Regions from separate parts of the Ovis canadensis genome. Here region 1 is linked to region 2. The links are chromatin contacts, called in public Hi-C maps. All regions are on one chromosome and are shown on one strand. The core of a region is the stretch at or near the end of the contact, and the rest is flanking DNA. Distances in the headings are between cores, read along the strand shown. Region 1 has its middle 97 kb from the start of SSBP2. Region 2 holds the start of SSBP2 (single stranded DNA binding protein 2).

Region 1 (5,021 bases), core at 2,180-4,679, 96 kb before region 2:
TCTGCCATAATTAATTTTATATCCTGTTTCTCTTCTTTTGTCATTCATTTGGTGTTAAAATTTCCAAATTTAGTCTAATGCCAACAGTGATCTGCCTGGGAAACCTACCTTAACAGGCAGATGTCCAGATCAAAAAATAGCCTATTTTAACAGTAGAAATATAAACAAACATGTACACACCATACAAAATAAGGTTGAAATGGGTGGGGTCAGTTGATTGACATCCATTTGTCTCTTTCATTGGAAAATGTCATGGGCAGCTTCCACTATGCTTAAGACAAATTTAGATGAATGGAGGTGCTAACTAATGATGCCATTATCTATGTAGCAAATGTAAATGAAGACTTGAAAATCCTGAGTCATTCATGAGAGCCACTTATATGACAGAGGAGGGGAACTTAGAAAAATGAAAACAAAATGTCTTGAGGTGGCAATTTAATCTAAAAAATAACATTCAGATAGGTAAAAAGATAAAATATGCTTAGCTTTTGGAAAGAGATCCAGTGAAGTCCAGTAAACAGGGCCAAGTCTTATGAATTGTAAAAATTGCATTATATACAATCTTTTTAGCAATAAGAATTATTTTAACCATCAATAACTGAGGGTTGTTATTTTAGGAGAATGAAGTCAATACATTTGTTTTCCTGAGGCAGGCAGGGGCAGTATTGTGCTATTCGTGAACTTCATTAATATTCATTAATTTTAAAAGCAGTTTGGTTAGCTTTGGCAATTGTCTATCAGATATTATGCCTTTAAATAAAAATAATTACAAGAACTTCATTATTTAAAAATGTAATTAGCATGAAGTTTAAAACCTACATTTTCACTAGAGGATGTTATTCATTGGATAATGTACATTTTTTGGAAGGGTCTATTTTAATTGAATTCCTGGGGTAAAATTCTAAAAATCATAGTGACTAAAATAACCTGAATGTAACCAAAAGTAAACTGAGAGTACTTTTTTTTCAAATGTTCGAATTAATTTCCACTTTAAAAGAGTACCATAGTTGACCCAATTAGCTCTGTAAACGAATTCTGTTGTTTAACATTCTTTAGCATTTCACAGTAGACAGTTTTCACCCATCCACCACCTTAGATCCCCAAAGATCTCAGCGCACATTTAGTGATATTTACCTTATGAAGTAACTAAATCCAGAAGAGCATTGAGCTCACATCACTGTAAAAAGAAATTGTTTCCTCATGCTTGCCGCTCCCATTCAGGGACTAGAAGCTGAAAACTCTGAAAATTATCCTTGTGCAACTAGGAAATTGTGGACAGAAATGCAAAATAGTTTTATTTGTATATAAGCCCAGCCATAGAAACCATACAAAACCTTGCTCTGCAAAAAAGTCCTCCAGCCTTTGTAAATCAGGCTTTTTACACCATGACAGATTAACAGCCAGGGCAAAAAATTCATGCACATGGAGTTGGAAATGGAATCCTCCACACGTCCTTCTTGATTCATGTCCACACTGAGGTACAACAATGTTGAGTAGTACTTTGTGGATTGTAAGAAAATAAATAAATAAAAATTAAAGTACCACCCAAAGAAAATAAGTCTGAATAATTCAGGGAGACTTTTGAGGCAAGACCAACAAGGAAAATTCACTGTAGTGAATAGCGAAACTTTTAAGAATACACACTTCTTTGTGTGTGGCTTTTATTTTTTAATTTTTTTTAGGGCTGGCTGCTCTAGAAATGTATTTGAATCAGTTTGATTTGTGTTTGTCAAAAGTAACTTCCAGTGCCGGAGAAACACCTCAGTTCTTTAGGTTTTATTTTTAGCTTTTTGTTTTTGTTTTGTGTTTAAGGTAAGTTAGCCCTTTGGGACTAGCACAATTTTCCTGTTTAGGGTAGTTTGGAAAATAAGAGAGATCGTCTTGCTTCTTGTTATCAAACATAGGTGACTGTAGATATAATTTTTCTAAAAACGTGGTTAATAACAGTCTACCAGCAAGAGTAAATCGAGTACCTGCCTCCCTAAATGGATTAAATCAGCGTCTCTGCAATACCATACTGGATAATGGGTAATATTCTTTATAGAGGTATTTATCCACTCTGACTTATTATTGAAGAATACAGAAAAATTTTGCTGCATCCACAAGTGGACAGATTTCCAATTCAAGAGGGCAGGCTTTGGGCTGCCGCTTGCTTTAGGGATTTTGAACCCCCTCAGTTGCCCACACCTGACTTGACTTATACAGCAGCACCCTCCCTGGGATCTCCCCTGTCTTTATATCTAGTTGGGGAGGAGTGTGGCCTCCCCAAACTAGACATAAAGTTAATATCAGTGTCCGAGGTTCCAGCTCCTCCCCCAAAACCCATAGCCCTCAAGGGGTACTAATTCATGAGTGCCAAAACTCGGCAAGTCAGGCCTTGTCCTCTCCAGTCTGAGTAGGATTGACTGTACCCGGATAAAAGCACGGGGCGGAAAGGGTTAATCACAATCCTCCTCTTCCTCCTCTCCCCCCTCCACCCGGCGACAGAGCCAGGAGTGTCTCAGCGGGAGAGCAACTGGAAACCACAAACACCCAAACCCAGGAGCAACTCAAACTAAACCTGGAGACCTGGCTTAGGGAAAGGAGTTAAGTTTAGACCAAACGGTTTTATCAAGGTAGCTGAAAAGGTGCTGCCCTCAGATCTCAAGGATTTCTTTGATGTTGCAGCTGAAGCCTCAAAAATACATTTATGACCCTAATGCCCTTTATTCCCAAAGACCCCAAGGGGTGTTTGTAGAAACGTCCTGCAGGCGTACAGAGTGCAGTGGGAGTGAAGAAAACCCCCGCGGTTATACACGCCTGGCCACCTGGTCCAGGTAACCTTTGCTGCGGGGTCGGGGCCGCCAAGCAACAACCTTCGCCCCATGACAGGGCATCCTCCAAACCCACCGCAGCCAAGACGTTGCAGGACCCATCCGCCGGCCCCGGCCCTGGCCCCCGCCTCCCAGCCCCAGTCTTCCCCACACCATCCCAATCCCTTCCCTACTCCTCACCCTGGGTCGGGGGCGTCCCTGATCGCCAGACCCCCTAAAACCTACCGGCGCTCTGAGCGCCCACCAGCAAATTCCTACCAGCCCCAGCCTTCCAGGAAAGCAAAAGCAAAAAAAAAAAAAAAAAAAAGACCATGACATCACGGGCAGGTTTATTTGGGTTTGTTTGTTTGCTTGTTGGCTAGATTAAATACTCGTGGAAGGTGAACGTACCCCACACAGGAGAAGTTTGATGTTGACAAACTTCTGGTGGCAGCGAGACAGTGTCAGCACAACTTCCGGGATAATGAGAGCTGCTTTGCAGGGAGCGCGGCAGCTGCGGCGGGAGGCGGCCGCCGGACGGAACAGCAAATGCTATTCAGCCCGAGCAGTTTCAAGCCGCCCGAGCTGGGGAATTACTGTAGTCGAGCTACGGCTCTTACCACCGGCGCTGGATCTGGGCGCGCGTTAGGGGGGGAAGCTGCAGGCACAGGGCGCCGAGAGGGGAGCTTTCAAGTTACTTTGCTCCACCCCTACACCCGGCAGAGGCTGGCAGGCTGCATGGTAACTGCCAGCATCTTGGTCTCTGCTCCTTTAGGCGGCCGCCCTGGAATCAACCAACTTTTCTCTCCCCCAAAACTCCCTCTTTGTTTCAAATAGGACTCTCCAAAATTTATTCTTGGGAAGACTGACAGCCGGGGTCAAGAAACAGCTGTTGAAGTTAATGTTTCTTCCTCCCACTTCGTCTGATGGTTGTGCCCTGCCAAGACAAAGTGAGAGGCACTGCCTGGTGGCTTCTTTAAACAGACAAGCATTTAGCCAAAAAAAAAAAAAAGTGGGGGAGAGTGGGGGGGGGGATATTTTCCTGCTTAACATACAATCTGATCAGAAATGCAACAGCATGTGCTTTTCAACTTGTGCTGATTACTTGCTGAAAAGATGCTTCGGCTTTTAGTTTTGAACACTCTTAGCACTGGGGAGGGGGTGGGGTGGGCACGGGGATGGTGGGAGAGGTGGTGAGGACACTTTCCATGTTTTGGTAAAGGGGCAAAAATGTTAAACCTTCCTCCTCTGACCCACCTCACCCTCTCTAAGAAAGATAGAATGGCCTGGGGGAGGGAGGAAAGAGTTACATTCCTTTGCAAGGTTTAATTCACATTTCAAATTTCATATCATGATGCAGAACAAGGACTGGCCTAGAGCTAGGCAAATTGTTTTTATTTGGAGACCTAGGCCAACCTGGACCTTGCTGCCAGCTCTTGGTAGTTCTTGGTGGCTTTCTCCAGATTAGGCCTGTCTCTTCTTCAATTCCCCAACCCAACTCCTTTGCCCAGAGGGCATGCTCTGGGACAAGCTATCTTGTTTTTTCCTGCTTTCTTCAGGGTGAAGGTTGATTTTAGCACAACCCTTCCTCTGCTCCCGGTGCAGTTTAGGGTGCCCTGGGGGTCTGCCTGAGTCTCCCTGTCCTGACTGAGCTCTCCAAACGTGGTTGTTCTCTGTAGTGGGAGTGGGGTATTGGGAACTCGATTCCTTCCTCATCAGAGAACTTAACCAGTCTTTCAAGTGCCCCATTGCCCTTTGGGAACACTCTGCTCACTTGGTCTCTCTCAGACATGGTCATATGAAGACACAAAAGGCCTTCCTACTCCACCACAGGTTAGCCTGTCACCGCATCGCAATGCAGTGCCATCACAAAGTGATATTGCATCAGACCCAAGGATATTTTAGGAAGCTCTCAAGCTGGGTCCAACCAGCCTCTGTGCAAGAATCAGGGCCACACTGCCAAAATGAGGGCTGTGGAGATGCTGGACAGGTGGCAATGATGCCCTCTCTATTCTCAGCTCCATTCCCCACTTGCTGTCCCATCCCTCCCCAACCTTACCCCGGAGACCTCACCCCAGCCAGTCTGATGCACTCAATGACTTCGCCACCTTTCCCTCTGCCTAGTTCCCAGAGGGCACCACTTTTTTCTCCCTCTTGTGTCTCTTTGCAGTGTGCCGGTCCACCTTCTGCTGTATTTCCTGTTTTTCTGCCTATTGTGGTCACTCACTG
Region 2 (5,163 bases), core at 1,757-4,256:
TTTGTACTCAAAATAATTTGAACAAGGGCAAAGAAGCATTTTATTTATGTGTGTAAACATTAAGAGAAAAATAAAACAGAGATGATGGTTCAAGTAGCTGCTTAGATATTTTAAAGATAATTGATTTGATTACTTAAGCTGTCAGGTTATGAGATAGAGTAACAATCATGTTTTCACTTTGTGTATTTGTTGCATGATAACATTCTTGTAAAGGTAACTCTGACATTAAGTTGGCAAGTTCTGAACTAAGACCTTTTGGCATTTTATTATTTCCGGATACTAAGACCAAATTGCTTTGAATCCCATACCTCACCGTGCAGATCTAGAATTTATTTATTTTTTAAATATCAGAAAACATACCATTATTCAAAAGACTCTACCATGTAACAAATCTGGGTAAAGTCCAATCAAATGAATAACTTACAGCAATAAACAGCAAACAGTCCTTCTTGTTTTCTTTCTTCATTTTCCTTTCTCTTTAGGAAATAGCAAATTAAACCATGGCTATTTGTGGTCTTGCACTATAAGAACACAGGTAGTCGTATATTTTCATCCTATTAACAAATCTATTAGCTCAATGGAGAAAAAGTAAAGTCCACTGTAAAGATGTCTTAGTGTCTTACATGGGGAGGGTCATCTGTTTTGTAGAGCCACAGCCTAAAAATCTTTCTCTGAAAGATGGTGCCCATTGGCTGTCTGTAAATGGGTACTGAAAGCAGCGTTCAACAGCCCTGGGGCTTACAAAAATATACAGACACCTGGGTCCATCCCCAAAGTTTCTGATTTTATTTAGTCTGGGCTGGGGTTCCAGATCTGGTATTTAAAAACAAATGAACAACAACAAGAAAAAAGTTCTAAGGCAATTCTAATGTGTCGTGACTGAGAATTAGAGAGGATCCCAAGACCAGTGCAAAGATAATATAGAACTTAGGTAATAGTACAAAGCCCACTCTTGGTTTTAAACGGAAACCTTACCTTATTCCAGGTGTGGGCAGCAGCTGATAGTTTTCTCCTTGACAGCATTCTCTAACCAGTATCTAATAGGGAATGTTCTATGGGTGATGGAGCCTGGGGATGCTAATAATTTTTTGAGTTAAAGCTAATGGAAGTAGATTAAACTGAACAGCAAATTACATAGCACCAAACTTGAAGGTAGAGTTTGTAAACAATGACAGCCTGATAGACATTTGGGCATTTCGAACTTCGTTAAAAGAGGGAGGTTATTACTCCTTCTGTTAGGGGAAGCACACTGATTGAAACCGCCCACCCTGGCCAGGCACCATAGTAACTATTTGCATGAGTTGTTTTACGACATGAGGTCCTGGTAAGGAACACGGAACTAATAAGCCACTACCAATTGGAAGAGTTCAGGAAAGGTCAAAAGGAGACACCACATGTCCGACCACCTCCCTGAGTCCTTCTCTCTGGCATCCATCTTGGCTGAATAAGGCGTGCACCACCAGGAAGGACTCGGAGTCAGAATGATTGGCTAAAGACAACCTGGAAACTAATCCTATCACCATAAAACCCGAGACTGTGAGCCACGTGGCAGAGCTGTTCTCCTGGGTTCCCTTACCCTACTGCTCTCCACCCTGGTGCCCTTTCCCAATAAAAGCTCTTGCTTTGTCAGCACATGTGTCTCCTCAGACAATTCATTTCTGAGTGTTAGACAAGAGCCCAGTTTCAGGCCCTGGAAGGGGTTCCCCCTTCCTACAGCACTTCCAAGTACCTCAGGGTCCAAGAATGTCCTGTCCCCACCACAGCAGGTTATTGTAAACAGAGAGGAGAATTTTAAATAAGAAAAGGTAAATTACCTCTCAAAAATCAACTTAAGCCAATGTGACTTTTTTGACTTTATCTTCACTTCTATTGGCTGAATTTTTGTCCTTTCAATAAAAGCATGTTTATTTTTCTTGTATCCTTTTGTATTAGTCAATCCTCTTCTGTAATTGTCATCTTTTGCTATCACATTCTACGGCTACTTCATTTAATCTTGGTTGTTATTATTTTTCTTTTTACACTTTACCTTTTCCATTTTTTGTTTTTGTTTTCCTTAACATAGCAAGTCCCTTCTCTTCATTTTCCCCAGTGTTTGATTTATGTTTGGTTGCCAGCACCTTTTCTGATTCTTTCATTTTTACTAACTGCCCTTCCTTAACCTTCTGTTGATGTTATATTCCTATCACTTGCTGTCAATGCCCACACAAGCCCATTTCTTTCCATTCCATCTATCTCAGAATCTCCATATACATTTTTATGACCCTACTACTAAAAGTTTAAAGCTGCATGTGAGGAAAAGAAAGGTACCTTTCTCTATTTGAATGTTATTTCCTCTCCCCTCCCATAGCTGTTCCGGGTCTTTTTATCCTTTCTTGATGTTTTCCCCTATCTGACCCCCAGCTGCACCCCACTCCCCCTGTCACTCCCTATTTGATGTCCATCTCTTCTTTTTAAACGTGTTTGCACTCTGTCTTATTTTACATCCAAGGATCTCCACAAGATAAAGGATGGAGTTCAGTTGGGAGCCAGGTTGTGTGTGTTTTCAGAAACTTTTTTGCCTTTACTGAAATGGGATTGGGGCCTGGGATCCATGAATATTCTTGGGCAGCGTTTCAGCTCTGGCAAAAGCTTTGTACACCTTGGAGCACGGCTGGGGCCTATTCTGACGGACAAAGACAGGGATGTTTTTAAAAGCCTTCTACGGTCCTTTCCACTCCAAAGGTCAGGATGAGTTGGCATCAACGCCCCAGGCTAGAGAGGCAGGCCAGGTGGGGATACCCGGGACCCTTTTCTGCAGTACGTCTGGCATGTCGCGGGGCTCTGATCTTAGGAGGACAAGGTGGGGGCCACTGAGGCCCCAGGAGTCACTGGGCCACCTTTTGGAGGCAGGCTCACCTCTAAAGAGAGGAGCCAGGCCCGAGGCCGAGTGCTCCCCCGCGCTGCAGGGCGCGGCCCCAGGAGCCAGGCGACGCCATCCCAGCGGCGCCAAGGGCCGCAGGCACAGTCCCTCCAAGGAGGGAAGGCGAGTCGCTCCCAGTCGCTCAGCCAGAAGGTCGAGGGAACAGTGCGCGTGTCCCCCGCCAGCCGGCCCTCTGGGAGCTGGGCGGGGGCGACACCGCAGGGAGTAGGGCCGAGGACCGCAGAGATCAATCCTGGGTACCGGCGCGGGGTCACAGACAGGAGAGGAGCGGGAGAAAGGGGCTGGTGGGGGAGGCTCCCCAGGGCGGCTGGGGCCGTAGATCTGCCTGTGTACTAGGCGGGCGCCCTGAAGTCTGGGGCCGCGGCCGCTCCGGCTCCGCCAGCTCCTGCCAGAGACTCCAGGCCGCACTTTCCCCTCCTCCCGGCGCCTTCTCTCCAGTGAGGAGCCGAGCGCGGGCGGTGCGGGGGGAGGGGCGGCGTTGGAGGGAACAGCCAGTTGTTTAAAATCCTTCTAGAGCAGTTTCTAATTCCCCCCTTGCGCCGGGGTTCGGAGGGGGGAGGCACGGAGAGGAGCGGGAGGAGGGAGGAGAGCGGAGAGGGAAGGAGGGAGGGAACCCGGGAGGGAGGGAAGGAGGGAGGAGACTGCCGCTTAGGCTGTAGCCGCCGCCGCGCGCTTCGGCAGGCCGGAGGGAGTCGAGGGGGGGAAGGCCTGTCAGTCTCGTGCGTTGCCTGGGCGAAGGGGGCGGAGCTTTGGCGTGGGGCGGCCAATAGTGGGGGTGGCTGCGTGGGTCGCCATGGGGACGGGGCTGTTCCCGGGGAGGCTGTGATGGGTTGACAGGTGCGTGACAGTGGGAGCTGCTCTCGGCACAAGCATGTACGGCAAAGGCAAGAGTAACAGCAGCGCCGTCCCGTCCGACAGCCAGGCCCGGGAGAAGTAAGTGTCTCCGCTTCTCACCCACCTCCGCCTTCTCACGCGCGCACACACACACACACGCACGCACTCGCACACTCTCTCGGAGACACCCAGACACACAGACACTCTCTGCCGGGGGAGAGCCGGGGGGTGGGCTGGCAGGGGGAGGGGTGCGCGAGGTGGGGGGCGTGCGGTGCTGGGAGCGGCTGTTTCCCAGGAGGGGCTCGCGCGGGGCTGGCGGCCGTGGGGTCTGGCGGGAGGGAGGGAGCGAGTGTGTCGGGGGGCGGCGGCGGTGCCGGTGGCGGGGATGGAAACTTGTTTGGGTGATTGAGGGAAATAACCCGCGGGTTCACCTTCTCGCAAAGTAACTTTGGAGCTGGGGTCCGGGGCTGCGGGGAGCGGAGAGCCTCCGGGGGTAGAGGTTGGGCGAGAGGGGGCAGCTGCGTGGAGGAGGCCACGCGGAGGGAATGTGGGTGTTCGGTGGGGGCGGGCCGGGGTCGGGGCGGGCTGCTCGAGGGGCGCCGCGGCGGGGGGCTCGGGCGCCGGGGCCGGTTGCGCCTGGCGAGGCGAAGGCAGCGGGGCCGGGCGCGCGGCGGGCGGAAGCCGGGCGTGGAGCGGTCGAGCGGGGCCCCGCTGGGCGCGGAGACGCGCGCGGGGCGCGGAGGGCGTGTGCGGGGCGTGGGCTGGGTGGGCGTCGGGGCTTTCCTGGTCCGGAGGAGGGACGCCGCGTTCGCAGCCCTGTGTGCCTCGCAAGCCTGGGGCAGGGGGCGTCAGGGGCGCCGCTGAAGTTTGGGAGTCAAAAGACCGAGTTCCTGGGGAGGAAAAGTGTGCTGGCGAGAAGCGGGAGCTGCTGGGGTAGGCTGGCGTTTCTGCCGCTCGCAGTCGACCCAACTCGGCGGCGGCGGCGGCGGCGGCTGGAGAACTTTTTTTTTTTTTTTTTGGAGACTTGCAGCCTCCCAAACGTAGAGGGCCGTGGCGGTCCGGGCGGCGAGCGGGGGTCGCGGGGAGGACTAGCGGTGGGGGCCGCGGCCGCTGGCGCGAGGAGGGCTGTCTGCGGTGGGGAGGGGGCAGTGGTCCGAACCCGGACTTGCAGGAAGGGTCGAAGCGTGGAGACGGGGAGGAGTTAGTTGTTTGGTCGGTGTGGCGAGGAGATACAGGTGTTAACTCCGGTGGGAGCCCAGGGGAGGCTGGCGAGAAAAGAGCCCCTCCCGGCCTGGGATGCCACCGTCACGGCACGCTGCGAAGCAGGGTTGTTTGCTTCTATTCTTATGTGCTTGTAACGGTGATTTGGTTGTTACTAAAAATGAGAGCGCATAGTGACTGTGACCACT

The links. A called contact is a pair of places that touch in the nucleus more often than the background predicts.
Region 1: a contact with region 2 is called in a Hi-C map of fibroblasts, with 6 times the contacts expected there. The contact joins the enhancer-like site here to the promoter of SSBP2 in region 2. A contact is called at or near these places in 2 of 2 Hi-C or Micro-C datasets (fibroblasts and lung).

Annotation. Positions count from the first base shown.
Region 1 is chr5:94,372,184-94,377,204 of ARS-UI_OviCan_v2, reverse strand. No RefSeq gene overlaps it. Among named protein-coding and RNA genes, the nearest start is that of SSBP2, 97 kb to the right of the region's middle. Within about 2 kb of position 3,429, the one cell type or tissue checked has open chromatin away from gene starts, as enhancers often do. A contact at or near this core is called in fibroblasts, where this site is marked.
Region 2 is chr5:94,275,509-94,280,671 of ARS-UI_OviCan_v2, reverse strand. SSBP2 (single stranded DNA binding protein 2) reads left to right here and starts at 3,006. Exons shown (of 17, transcript XM_069592559.1): 1 at 3,006-3,853. The coding sequence starts at 3,792.